Regions from separate parts of the Sus scrofa genome. Here region 2 is linked to region 1. Evidence: chromatin contacts called from public HiChIP or PLAC-seq data. All regions are on one chromosome and are shown on one strand. The core of a region is the stretch at or near the end of the contact, and the rest is flanking DNA. Distances in the headings are between cores, read along the strand shown.

What was found. HiChIP or PLAC-seq counts read pairs in DNA pulled down with a chosen protein or histone mark.
Region 2: a contact with region 1 is called in an H3K27ac HiChIP or PLAC-seq map of alveolar macrophages. The contact joins the promoter of TMEM156 here to the promoter of TLR6 in region 1. A contact is called at or near these places in 1 of 47 Hi-C or Micro-C datasets (heart right ventricle) and 1 of 2 datasets of contacts at active chromatin or transcription factors (alveolar macrophages).

The regions. Positions count from the first base shown.
Region 1 is chr8:30,177,268-30,184,265 of Sscrofa11.1, reverse strand. TLR6 (toll like receptor 6) reads left to right here and starts at 3,616. Exons shown (of 2, transcript NM_213760.2): 1 at 3,616-3,673.
Region 2 is chr8:30,339,436-30,346,433 of Sscrofa11.1, reverse strand. It overlaps TMEM156 (transmembrane protein 156), which reads left to right and starts at 3,801. Exons shown (of 7, transcript XM_013978595.2): 1 at 3,801-3,966. The coding sequence starts at 3,879.

The DNA of each region.
Region 1 (6,998 bases), core at 2,367-4,866:
ATATCTGGGCAAAACTTTCATTCAAAAAGATACACGCACCCATATATTCATTGCAGCAATCTTCACAATAGTCAAGATATGGAAACAACCTAAATGTCTATCAACAGATGAATGGATTAAGAAGATGTAGTACATATACAATGGAATACTACTCAGCCATAAAAAAGAACAAAATAATGCCATTTGCTGCAACATGGATAGAACTAGAGATTCTCATACTAAGTGATGTTAAATCAGAAAGAGAAAGACAAATACCATATGATATCACTTATATGTGGAATCTAAAATACGGCACAGATGAACCTATCTACAGAACAGAAACAGGCTCACAGACATGGAGAGCAGACTTGTAGTTGCTGAGGGGGAAAGGGAGGGAGTAGGATGGAATGGGAGTTTGGGGTTTGTAGATGCAAACTATTACATTTAGCATGGATAAGCAATGAAGTCCTGCTGTATAGTACAAGGAACTATATCCAATCACTTATGATAGAACATGGTAGAAGATAATATGAGGAAAAGAATGTGTGTGTGTGTGTGTGTGTGTGTGTGTGTGTGTGTGTGTATATATAACTGGGTCACTTTGCTGTACAGCAGAAATTGACAGAACATTGTAAATCAACTATAGTAAAAATTTTTAGTGTTTTGCTTCTGTTTGTATGGAGATAATGTATTTGCTGGCTTTAGACTATGTTATCTTGTCTACTGTAATGCTATTTTATTTTAAAAAATAAAAGTAGGAGTTCCCATCGTGGCACAGTGGTTAATGAATCCGACTAGGAACGATGAGGTTGCGGGTTCGATCCCTGCCCTTGCTCAGTGGGTTAACGATCCGGCGTTGCCGTGAGCTGTGGTGTAGGTTGCAGACGCGGCTCGGATCCCGCGTTGCTGTGGCTCTGGCGTAGGCCAGCGGCTACAGCTCCGATTCGACCCCTAGCCTGGGAACCTCCATATGCCGCAGGAGCGGCCCAAAGAAATAGCAAAAAGACAAAAATAAATAAATAAATAAGTAATGCATGTATGTAGTAAAAAAATTCAAACAGGACAAAAGAATATAAAATGGTGAGTAAAAATCTCTCTCTTCCTTGGTTCTTTTGCTCAAAGGCAAAGGATTCTTAAGTGTCCCCTCAGAAAAAGATTTTTATGCATATATCACACAAGCCTATAGAGCCTTGTATTAGACCCCTATGGCTGCCATAACAAATACTCCAAAATCAGGTGGCTTAAAACAACCGAAATGTCCTCTCTCCCAGTTAAGGAGGTCCGAAGTTCAAAATCAGGGTGATGGCAGGGGTGCCAGCTTCTGGTGGTTCTGGGTATTCCCTGGCTCATGGCTACAAAAATCCCAGTCTCTCCCTCTGTTTGCAGCTGGCCAGTTCCTTTCTCTCTCTGTGTCCCTCTTCCATAAGTGTCTTATTCCTGACAAGAAGGAACCTTCTGCAGATGTCTGAGAGACCAGATTTTATGCAAATGCTGTCACACTCGCCATACTCTGCCCTTTGCTTTTCTTCATTTAATCAAATATCCTGAAGTCTTGCCACCTCAGTAGAAAACCGGTAAGGCTTGCATAGAATTCCACAATTCCCTGCTAAGATGACTTGTCTTCTGTATCAGTAACTATTCCAGCCACTTTTTATTCATTATCTTCCCTAAAAATCATAAGCACTTCCACTTGATGGATGAATAAACAGAGCTTTTGAGGTTAAGCAACTTGCCCCAGGCCACACAGCCTGGACATGGCCTTGTGAGGGGTTTGCCAAGCATTGCCTGCTTGTTTGTGCCACTGCCATGCTGTCTTCCACATTACCCGATTTTGTGGGTTTTGTCATTTCCTTAAAGACATTTCTCAGAATTATAAGAGCTTCAATAAGAATCGTCCCCTTGTTCCAGAAAACCAGTGTCATCATGCAATGCCCTAATAAACGTTTGTATCCAAATACTCGCATTTTGTCACTGTGTGATGTTACCAAATCTTCAGTGATATGTGTGCGTGCGCCTGCGAGCATGTGTGCGTATTTCTTTTTCTTTTTCTTTTTTAAATTTTATGGCCACACATCTGGCATATGAAGTTCCCATATCCCTCAAATTCAGAGGGATTGACTCTGAGCCACAGCTACGACATACCCAGCAACATTCGCAGACTGGATCCTTTAATCTGCTTCCCGGGGGCCATGGATCAAACCTGTACCTCCGCAGTGATCCAAGCCACTGCAGTCAGATTCTTAACCCACAGCACCACAGCAGGAACTCTTGTGTGCATGTTTCTTAAAGACTTTGGTCCAGTGTTGCCTGAAATTCCCCAAAGCCGTAGCTGATTCCTTTCTGCTCTGCCTGGTTCACAAAGCTGGTTTCCCAGCGTCCCAGACACCAGCCCTCTCTAGCTGACCCTTCTGCTCATTCAGCAGAGACCATCCACTCCTTGCTGACCGCCCCTGACCCCGGATCTTAGAAGGCTTCCCGTTAGGTTTGATGAGTAAGAATGAATAGTAAGAAGCTGGCCTTTCTCTTCCTTCTGAAAGCAGAAGTGATTCTTACCCCTGTGTTGTGAGTCGGACTGCGGAGTTTTACTTTGATTTTTTTAATGATGAGATAATGCCAGACAGTGGAATTAACTGTCGAATGATTATTTCAGATGTTCAGTTCTTTACAGAACCTCAATTAAAGAAAAGTCTTGGAAATAGGGTATCCTGGCCGGATGTGTCTGGTTAACCAGACATTCTCTTTTTGTGTCATTAAACTTGATATTGTTCTAAAATTATTCCAAATGACCTTTAAAAATTGATTTTTAGGAGCTCCCCTCGTGGTGCAGCTGAAGCGAATCCGACAAGAAACCATGAGGTTGTGGGTTCGATCCCTGGCTTTGCTCAGTGGGTTAACGATCCGGTGTTGCCATGAGCTGTGGTGTAGGTCGCAGACATGACTCGGATCCCGCCTTGCTGTGGCTCTGGCTCTGGCCGGTGGTTACAGCTCCGATTCGACCCCTAGCCTGGGACTCTCCATATGCCGCGAGAGCGGCCCTAGAAAAGGCAAAAAGACACACCCCCCCAAAAAATTGATTTTTAATTAGGCTCGTAGGATCTCAGGGTTATTTATTATTCTAGAATTGAGAATGAAAACATCTAAAAATGCCAAAATGTTGGTCAGAACTTGGAGAAATAGGATGCAATTTCCTGAACTATCCCTGAAAGTTGATTATAAAATCAACAACAATAAAAAACCCAGTTCTCGAACGTAAGAGTATTTTATTGTGAAGTATCTAAAATAATGCTCCAAAATTTCTTGATAATAGTATTTTCAATTATTTTGGAAATATTAAATATGGTGATAATAGAAACAAGGCAAAATTGAATAACTTTCCATTATGGTGATAATTTAAGTCAGCCTGCAAAACTCTTACAGATGTATATTATCTTAGAAAAACATTTTTCTTCACACTTTGTCATAAGCTGCATGTTCATATGAATTTAAAAATTTGATTACTGTTTTAGTCTGTAGCCCAGTAAAACCTGCTTCACACGTGACCTTCGAAGGGGCAATTTGTAGGCAGGAGTAATTCTAGTAATGTCCGACAGATGGCACAAAACAGTTTCTATGGTATTGCTTTACTTAAAGTAAGGACTTGCATTTTCTTCTCCTCCGAGGAAAAGTTATTTCCTCTTCTGAGAAAGAAATCTTGGTAAGTGAAAAGGTTTTTGTGGCTTTTTCAAATTCTGGAATCATTACTTCAAATAATCAAGAAAATGCTAACGATTGTGCAGGAAATAGGTAACGTTTCTTTGAAGTTTTTGCAAAATGACTTTCAGGTTTTTTAGTTTTGCTTTTGAATGTTGCAAATGTCCTTTAAATAATACAAGAACGATAAAGATACGGCTATATTGAAAGATATCAAAATAACGAGCTCTTGTCATAGTTAAGGAAAATAACTAAAATGCTTTTTCTTTCCTCTGTTTTTGTCTCTTACATTTTCTCTTTTCACTTTTTCCTAGTTCCTTGTTTTTAGTAACGTTTAGTTTGTGGCGCTAATATGGCACCTATCAAATGTTATGTATTTTTATAGTAGATACGAGTGTTTGATCCTCCCTGTCACATGGTTCTATAATTGTTTATTTGTGTCTGTCACTAATTTACAAGCTTTTGAAAGCAGGAATTATGCCGATGCTATTGATATTTAGGTCCCTAGCTAAGGTCCACTTCAGTGCTGTCACATACTACACCCTGAATAAACATTTATTAACGGAGGAAGTGGCAGAACTGGCCCAGGACTTGCCTTACTCAACTTTCTCACCTAAACTCTAACAAATAAAGCAGTATTTCTCTAGCATATTTGTTGATTTGCTCAGGAATTGCACGGTGTTTTTTCGGTTTTTCCTTTTTCAGGGTTTCAATTTTCATAGATTCTATCCATCATCCTTTTTCCCCCCTTGATATAGAGCCTCCTCTGTCTCCCCCCTCACCGCCCTTTCATTTGATGCATTAAAGGAAAAACAAAACACCTTTTACCTTTTATCTTTTTTCACTTCCTTTTTTTTAAAAAAAGTGAACTCTCTAATCTTCCGCTCTCATTTCCCTTCTTTCTCTCCTTTACAAAGACATTAAAGCATAGTTGATTTACAATGTTGTGTCCATTTCTGCTGTACAGCAGAGTGACCCAGTCATACATATATGTATAGATTTTTTTTCTCCTATCATCTTCAATCATGTTCTGTTGCAAGACGCTGGGTAAGAGTTCCCTGCGCTGTGCAAGTAGGACTTCATTGCTTAAGTAGAGAAGCTCCGGGCTTAAATGTAAACACTAGGAAGCGCCTGAGGGTATAAATGACTGGGGAGGAATATTAATGTTTTGGAGGCAGGGTGATAGAAGGGAGGCTGAACAACTTTCCCACCTAGTGCTAAGTTTCAGTACCCTGAACACACACACCGTCCAGAAACCACTGAGTGGGTTCGCTCTCAGGGATGTCAATTACCTAGTACCACGTGAAAGACGTTCTCTCTCTCTTTATACAAATAACATAAGTGCATTTCTTTAAATATAAAGTATTTTTAGGAGTTCCTGTCATGGCTCAGCAGTAGCGAACCCGACTAGCATCCATAAGGACACAAGTTCCATCCCTGGCCTCGCTCAGTGGGTTAAGGATCCGGCATTGCCATTAACTGTGGTGTAGGTCACAGACGTGGCTCAGATCTGGCCGTTGCTGTGGCCGTGGTGTAGGGTGGCAGCTGCAGGTCCAGTTTGAGCCCTAGCCTGGGAACTTCCATATGCCGTGGGTGTGGCCATAAAAAAACAAACAAATAAATAAATAATAAAATAAAATATTTTACATTAGCTGTATTTTAAGACAAGCCTTTCAACTTATAAACGATGTTAAGAAGTTACAGATTTTGGAAATATACAAAAGTATGAGGAAGGAAATTACATTCGTCAGTGATTTAGAGATCCAGAGATAACCACTAGTTGCATTTTATATATTTCCCCCTATTCTTTTTTCCCCCTAGGCATTGTGTGTATGTCAGGTTTTAATCATATTTTACAAAATTAGAGTCCTACCATACACATGATTTATTTTTTTTGGTGGGGTGGTGACACTTAATTTACTTATTTTTCATTTTTAAAATTTTATGGAAACAATCTTATATTCCATTATTCATATAACATTATTTTTTAAAAAGGCAATAGTTGAGACTGCATGCTACATCATGGTATGGGTGTACCATAACTGATTAAACACTAGTCCTTATCATTTTTTTCCAGTATTTCGTCATTTTATGAGCAGCATCCTCATAGTAATATTTTTATGTGTATTCCTTAATAAGAAAATTCCGATAGGTGGAATTCCTAAAATAAGGGTAAGCATATTTTTAAGGAATTTACAAATGTGAAAAAATTGCCCTTCAGAAAGGTGGTACTAATTTTTCATTCCTGCTGGCAGTAAATGAGTCATTTTAGTTCCACCTATCAACACTGGGTATTATATTTTTGGATTTTCCCAAATTGGTAGGTGAAAATAATCATACCTTTAAAAAATATTTAAGAAACCATTCCCATTTGATTCACTTTATCTTTTTATGCTTAAATATCTGAAATTATAGGCATTCTGACATTTCATTTCTAAATGCTTTAATTCTATATCTCTAAAAAAAGTGCATTTTCCTATAGCCAAATAACATTATCAAAAATTAACATTATTTCCTAATAGAGTCTAATACCTGGTCCATCTTAAAATCCTTTCTCACCGCGTTATTCAAATAACTTTTATAGCAGGTCTGTCTAAATTAAGATCCAATCCAATATCAGAAGTTTCACTTAGATGTTATATCCTGTGTTGCTTTAATATGCATTTTTTTATTTTTATTTTTTGAGATTGGCATTCATATTATTGACTGTTGATTTGGGGAGGTAAATTTTCTGAGCAAATAATGTGCTCTACTTAATTTTATTTTTTTTTTATTTTTTTGAGATTATTTAGGAATAAGTTTTATTTTCTTTTATGTATTTTTCCAGTTTTATTGAAATATAGACATATATTTGTTTAAGGTGTACAAAATGTTTTTTTAAAATGATTTTTATTTTTTCCATTGTTGGTTTATAGATCTACTTAATATTAAATGTTGAAAATTTGAAAAGCACAGGTAACAGCTAAGAGGAAAATAAAACCTCTTTATAGTTTTACCATGTAAAGTTAATTACTGTTAATATCCTGGTATGTATCTTACTAATTTTTCCACATGCATGTGTATGTATTAACTGCTATACATTTTGTAAACTACTTTTTGTCACATATAGTGATCAATTTTCCATGGAATTAGATTTTCATTATTTATAAAGGTCACACAGAAATATTTAATTATATGGAGATACTATAATTTATTTGACAACCTATTTTTGGACAAGCTGATTTCTTTTTTAAAAATAACTTATTTTGTACTGGTCCCGCTATTTACTCTTTCACTGGTTATAACTGTTTTTCAGTCACTTCTCCTGGATTTTTCACTTTGACAATCAT
Region 2 (6,998 bases), core at 2,552-5,051, 160 kb before region 1:
TATAAAAGCAAGATGAAAGAGGACGTGGTTTAACTGCCTTTATAAGAAAATTAGGAGCTCCTGTTGTGGCTCAGTGGAAACAAATCTGACTAGCATTCATGAGGATGCAGGTTCAAGCCCTGGCCTCGCTCAGTGGGTTAAGGATCTGGCGTTGCTGTGGCTGTGGCGTAGGTTGGCAGCTGTGGCTCCGATTTGACCCCTAGCCTGAAAATCTCCATATGCCATGAATGCAGCCCTAAAAAAAAAAAACAAAAAAAAAAAAAAAAAAAGAAATCCAGAGATTAAACTGATGTGATGCTATATCAAATAAATACTTTTTTGATAAGGGGAGAATTAAGGAACACGGTTTCCTATCGGTCCCTACCGGCACCTCTACTGAAGACGCCACCTGATATTATGTCTCAGTCCAGTTTAGGGCAGGCCAAAACTCTCATCAATTCCTCTCTTCCTTTGAATGATCCTTTTTTTTTTTTTTTGCTTTTTAGGGCTACACTCGTGGCATATGGAAGTTCCCAGGCTAGGGGCTGAATTGGAGCTACAGCTGCCGGCCTACACCACAGACACAGCAACGCCAATGCCATCGGAGCCATGTCTGCGACGTACACCACAGCTCATGGCAATGCCTGATCCTTGACCCACTGAGCGAGGCCAGGGATCCAACCTGCATCCTCATGGATCCCAGTTGGGTTTGTTAACCTCTGAGCCACGGCAGGAACGCCTTTTGAATGATCTTTGATGCTGTTCATGAAATAAGTCATGTCTGAAGTCTACTCCCATTTTATTTTATTTTATTTTATTTTATTTTATTTTATTTTATTTTATTTTATTTTATTTTATTTACTTTTTAGGGCCACACCCATGGCACAGGGAGGTTCCCAGGCTAGGGGTCAAACCAGAACTATGGTTGCCAGTCTACACCACAACCACAGTAACACGGGATCCAAGCTACGTCTGAGACCCACACCACAGCTCGCAGCAACACCAGATCCTTAACCCACTGAGCGATGCCAGGGATTGAACCTGCGTCCTCATGGATGCTAGTCAGATTCGTTTCCACTGAGCCATGATGGGAACTCCCTACTCCCATTTTGACTGTTCTTAGACCCTGGTCCTAAGTCCCCTTCACTCATGATTCCCATTTGCCCATCAAATTGTTGTCCCTGATCAGATGAAAATGAAATTAATTCATTTTCGCAATATATTCAGAACATGACCTCTGTTCCCTACTTCCTATTCCTGGCTTTCCCATTGTTCCATAAAGCCCCCAGGTGGATGGGCAAGATCAAGATATAGGATAAGTGGAAATGGATGGTGAGGGTACGAGAGGGTGTGGGTAGGGAGAAAATGATGGGAGATATCTAGTATCTATTATTTTAAAACCAGAGAAGAAGAACAATGGGAGTTCCTATCATGGTGCAGGGGGTAATGAATCCGACTAGGAACCATGAGGTTGCGGGTTCGATCCCTAGCCTTGCTCAATGGGTTAAGGATCCGGCATTGCTGTGAGCTGTGGTGTAGGTTGCAGATGCGACTCGGATCCCGAGTTGCTGTGGCTGTGGTGTAGCGGCCCTAGAAAGGCAAAAAGACAAAAAAACAAAAACAAAACAAAACAAAAAAAACAATGGAATAAAAATATTCCTTTGCACAGATTCTTTATTCACCATGAATTCTGCCTATCCTTCATTTATATTCTAAGACAATGCACTTTATTTCACTGGGATTATCATAATGAGATATCTTCTTTTGAAACAGGAATGGGAGTTCCCGTCGTGGTGCAGTGGTTAACGAATCCGAGTAGGAACCATGAGGTCGAGGGTTCGATCCCTGCCCTTGCTCAGTGGGTTAACGATCCGGCGTTGCCGTGAGCTGTGGTGTAGGTTGCAGACGCGGCTTGGATCCCATGTTGCTGTGGCTCTGGTGTAGGCCGGGGGCTGCAGCTCTGATTCGACCCCTAGCCTGGGAACCTCCATATGCCACAGGAGCAGCCCAAAGTAATAGCAAAAAAGACAAAAAAAAAAAAAAAAAAAAAAAGAAACAGGAATGGAAAATGTGGATTCTGAACTAATAATCATAGTGTATATAGGTATAATGACAAGTTCCGTTCTTCTGCTTTTATACAAAGCAGTAAAGTAGAACCAAAATCTTGCAGGTGTCTTTAGTTTATCCTTACACACTGTACTGTTTACTGTCTTGAGACATGTTGTTTTCTGAACCCCAGAACCCGGGACAGTGCCTGGCATGTAAAAGGGAGTCAACCATCAATTAATAAGTGAATGAATGAATGATGTCCTTGTAACCTAGACATAACTGATATTCATCATTTCATTTTGGTGATTGTATTGTGGGTTTATTTTTACTCACACAGTTTGGTGAGCATAGGGAAATAGATTTAAATTTAAATGAGGAAAAGACCCCTTTACCTCTTGAGATCATTTCTCTACTCCTGTTGCTTAGATGACATTTTGAAAGTGCTAATAGAAGATAGTTTTCTTAGAGTTGCCCAGGCCAGGGATCAAACCTGAGCCACAGCAGTGACAATGCTGAGTCCTTAACTGCTAGGCCACCAGGGAACTCTCCCTCATATATCTTTAAAGAAATATATTTTAACCTTAAAACAGAAATAAGCTACAATTTAAAATGACTAAATTAAAAGAAGACCCCCTTAGAAATGTATAAAACCTTGGAAAAAAGATGTCTATTAAAGGTCTGGATGATAAAGTAACGGTAAAAGTAGAGTAGAAGATACAAGGAGATTAAGAATAGAATTGAAAAATAAGAAAAAAAAATCAGAATAATCTTGAAAAGCCAGAACCTAACAGCATTCTTGAAAGAGTGAATAGAAGAAACAAGAGGATGAAATTCTCAAGTATTTAATTCAAAAAATGCCCGTTGAACTGATGGAGTTTTAAGGGGCACACTCAGTGCTTAGCATAATGAATTTTAAAAGTATCTACATCAAGCCATATAAATGTGAAATTCCAAAATTTCAAACCAGAGATAAAGATTCTAAAACTTCCTGAGATTGGAAAAAATAGGTCACATAAGAAAACACTTGGAATCAGGTCAACAAACTTATCTGTACCATTAGAAGCTAGCAGACAATGGGCCATACCTCAAAATCCTGAGTGACAATTCAGTCGAGAATTCTATACCAAGCCCACCTATCATACAGCTGAGAACATAGGCAAGACATTTTTAGATCTGAAAAATCTTTAAGAAAACTAAAGCTACAGGATCCAGAAATTAGGATTAAGCACATCATTCTCAAGATGATAGTAAAGTCCCATGATGACAATAATGCAGGATCTGATTAACCAATCCAGACAGAAGAGGACAGAACCTTCCAGAAGGAATGTCTTCAGGAAAAAATGCAGAGCTCATGGGTTAGCTCATCCTCAGAAAATCACACAGAATTTTAAAGAACTGCTAAAAAAGAGACTTAGAGACTCAACAAAAAGTAAATGAATGAAAAGACAGGGGTAATTGAACTCCAGGAAAAACAAAATATGTACACAAGGAAGGAAACACAAACATAACATGCTTGGCTCAGCCATGAATATTTGCATAGCCATTAAAGATTGAATATAGATTCAACCAGAATCATAATATAATTTCATTAAAGTAAATGAGCAAAGAAATAAAGGAAGTTTAAACCTAAAAAAAAAAAAATAAAAAAAGAAGAAGAAGTTTTCTGAGTGGAAAGTGACTCAAAATGAAGAAGTCTCAGTTCAAGCCCTCCTTTTTACAAAGTCTTACCAAAAAGGAAATGAGTATGAGGCAAATGCATGCACTTAAAGTACCTCAGAAATGAAACTTAAACCAGGAAGAAGTATGCCTTCAATGTACTTGAGGGGAACACATGTGTCATGTGAATAGACATGACAAAAACAGCCCTCCTTAAATTACTTTTGGCAATAGTGATCATGTTCATTTTAATTTTGCCAGAATATTTCAAGACACCAAGAGGTGAGTATTTAATTACAATCTAGTTTTCCTTTTTTGAGTTAAAAAAAATTATGTCAGCTAGTGGTTACAGGAAAGATCTTTTTCTTTGGCTTTATGCTGCATGGGCTAAAGTTCTGGGTCTGAAAAGCTAATAAACTGAGATTGCAATTGTAGTTGACTGTTACATGGTACAGTAAGCGCTTTATTGTAGCATACAATGATAAAATTTTTAAAAAAATGAAAAAAACAACCAAAATCTGTAGTATAGCTTTCACATATTGAGTTTACAATAATCTCATCATATGATTTGCTCTCTGAAAATGTCTTTTAGAACAGTGTTAAGGATGCTTTTACATTCTGGGATTTATTTTGTAAAGCAACTAACATTTGCTATGTTAACAGTGCTTGAGTTCCCTCCATCACCACTACTTCACACAAGTAACTTACTGTCATTTTTTGGAAAAAGAAAAAGAAAAAGAACATTTAGCTTTTTTTCAAAATACAACTAAAATAAGATGTGTGCAAATTTAAGTAGATGTTTGCCTGTGTATACTTATAACTAGAGAAAAATGGAACAAAATTAACTTTGAATATTTCAGAAAATTGTGATATGATTGTTGAAACCTAGGATAGGAATATAAATAGATGTAAATTTAAACTACATTTATATGTCAGCAAAAATTTTGAAAATATATTAGTGTGGATGTTTGAATGGGAATTGTGCTCCCTAGAATTTAATAAGAAAAAGTAAAAAGAAAATGTTATAGTCTATCATTAAAAAGTTACTTGAATTTGATTAAAATCAGAGAAAAGCTTATATTAGATAACTTTTTGCAATGATTTATTGTTACATATATTAGACTAAGTGGCCAGATAAAAATATTTTTGCTAATTACATTTGATGACATATTGCAATGATCATTTAATACTGCATATACATGATTCCAAGTAGCAGATACTTTTTTATTTTTATTTTTTTGCTAAATAAACACTATGAAAGTACACTTTTGTGAGCAATTGAATTTTTCAAATTTCTCTTGGTTTTCTGCCATTATGCCGCTTAGATCAAGCAATCATAGCATATATTTTTAATGCTTGATTTCACTGAGTGAAAATATAAAAATAGAATTGAGATGGAGATAAACTATTTCAATTTTTAACCTAAATGCGCTGAGAGTATTGATAGTTGTCTAAGGTAGGTCAGAGGGATGTCTTGAGAACCTCCAAAAAAGTCAGATGGGATCTAATGAAAACCAGGTAACCAGCCTAAAAGGATTTAATGATCTATTTGCTAACTATTGATTGGTGTTTTATGAGAAATGGTGACTACAACAGCACGTTAAAGTTTTTCTTTGGGGGGGGCCGATGTCTCAACCATCATCAACCATCACTGATAATGATTTTGTTCTCTTAGTTTCCTAACTGATTGCAATAACTTTCAATATTATCCTTACTACTTCCTCAAACTTAAAATTGCCATTTCTCTTTTCTTGGCCCAAGGGCTATGTAGATATTTCCTCCAACTCTTTTTGGAGTGTTAGATTTGTTGGAGAATTTCATTTCAAAGGAAATCTGCTTGGGGCCAATAAACAAACATGACTGAAAAACACCATCTTGTCCTAATGTCATTTTGGGGTAGAAGGAATTTTGCATGGAGCCACCAGAAATGAAAATTGGTTATTAAGCAAAATGTTTTACATGCAATAGTGTAATAAAAAGGTTTCCATTTTATAAAGGTTTATAGACCACCAGGGGCCAGTTCATGTCACCTCATTTGATACAGTCCCACATTGATTAAACTAAGGACACATAATTGCTTTGCCTTTTTTTAAAGTAATTTTTAATCACAGTACTAGTTGCCTTATGAAATGAAATGACTTGTTAATTAGTATACTTCATAAAATAAAATATTTGGTAAGATTATTTAGAAGATAAAAGTATTCTAGAAGTGCTAAAATTAACCTTGAGAGTCTCCCCTGTAGTCTTACCCTCCCTATCAGTTACTTGGGTTTTTTTTTTTTTTTTCATTTTTTTTCTTATGTTCTATTCACTTTAATTTCTAAGATAAATATTATTAAGTAATTTTTATTTATGAATTATTAGAAATTATTTACAGATTGTTTTTAACATGTCAAATGAATTCAAAAGGAATCTTAATGAGGAATCACGTATTTACAAAGTTTAATAGACTTGATTTTGAAATAATAAACCTTCCGAAGGCCTAAGTTAAAAATAGAGCCCTCTGTTTGATCATTTATCAAGAATGTGTCTGAGTCTCTGAATAATCATTGCTCAGAATACTCAATTATTATAATTACATAGCATAAACGATTCAGTCTAACTTTACCAAAGAAGGGCAACTTCTTTAATGGCGTTTGGAGCTTTTATAAGTTTAATGGCAAGCTCGCCTATTCTAGCTTTCACTTTATTGGAAAGGCAGCGTTTACTAAGATACAGTAGTTAACACAATGGTGTCACACTCTTACATTGCATTTGAAAATAGAAATAGAACATTTTTATTCAGAGCTTCTTGCAATTAAGGGAGCTGGGTTGTTCTCAGCAAGAGTCTTCACCAACCTGCTTTTGGTAGACTTACAGTATTTATGAGAGAGACCTGGTTAACTCACTCATATAAATCTTAGTGATCTTTTACTTATTCTTTTACTTACAAATAGTGTCTAACGGTACTAGGAACCCAAGGCTACAAAAATGAAAGGCAACTCTTCCTCCAAAAAGGTTTCAGTCAAGGGGAGCACTGACTGGTAAATAATTAAATACAATACTGTAATTACAAAAATAGCGATGGAAAAAGATGCAATGCGAACATAAAAGTTGCTTTCAGTACTGTCTGGGGGAGGATGTTTCTTCCATTTTTACTTGTAAAGAGATATAACTGTCAGAGGCTTAATGATCACCTAATACTTCTCCTTGGCTATTTACAGGAGCACTTTCTAAAAGAAGCAATTGTTATTGATTTTCAAATAAAAGATCCTTGTGTTGCCATCTCAGACCTTCTTGAAGCCAGCAATTGTAGTGAGTTATATGAGTATATT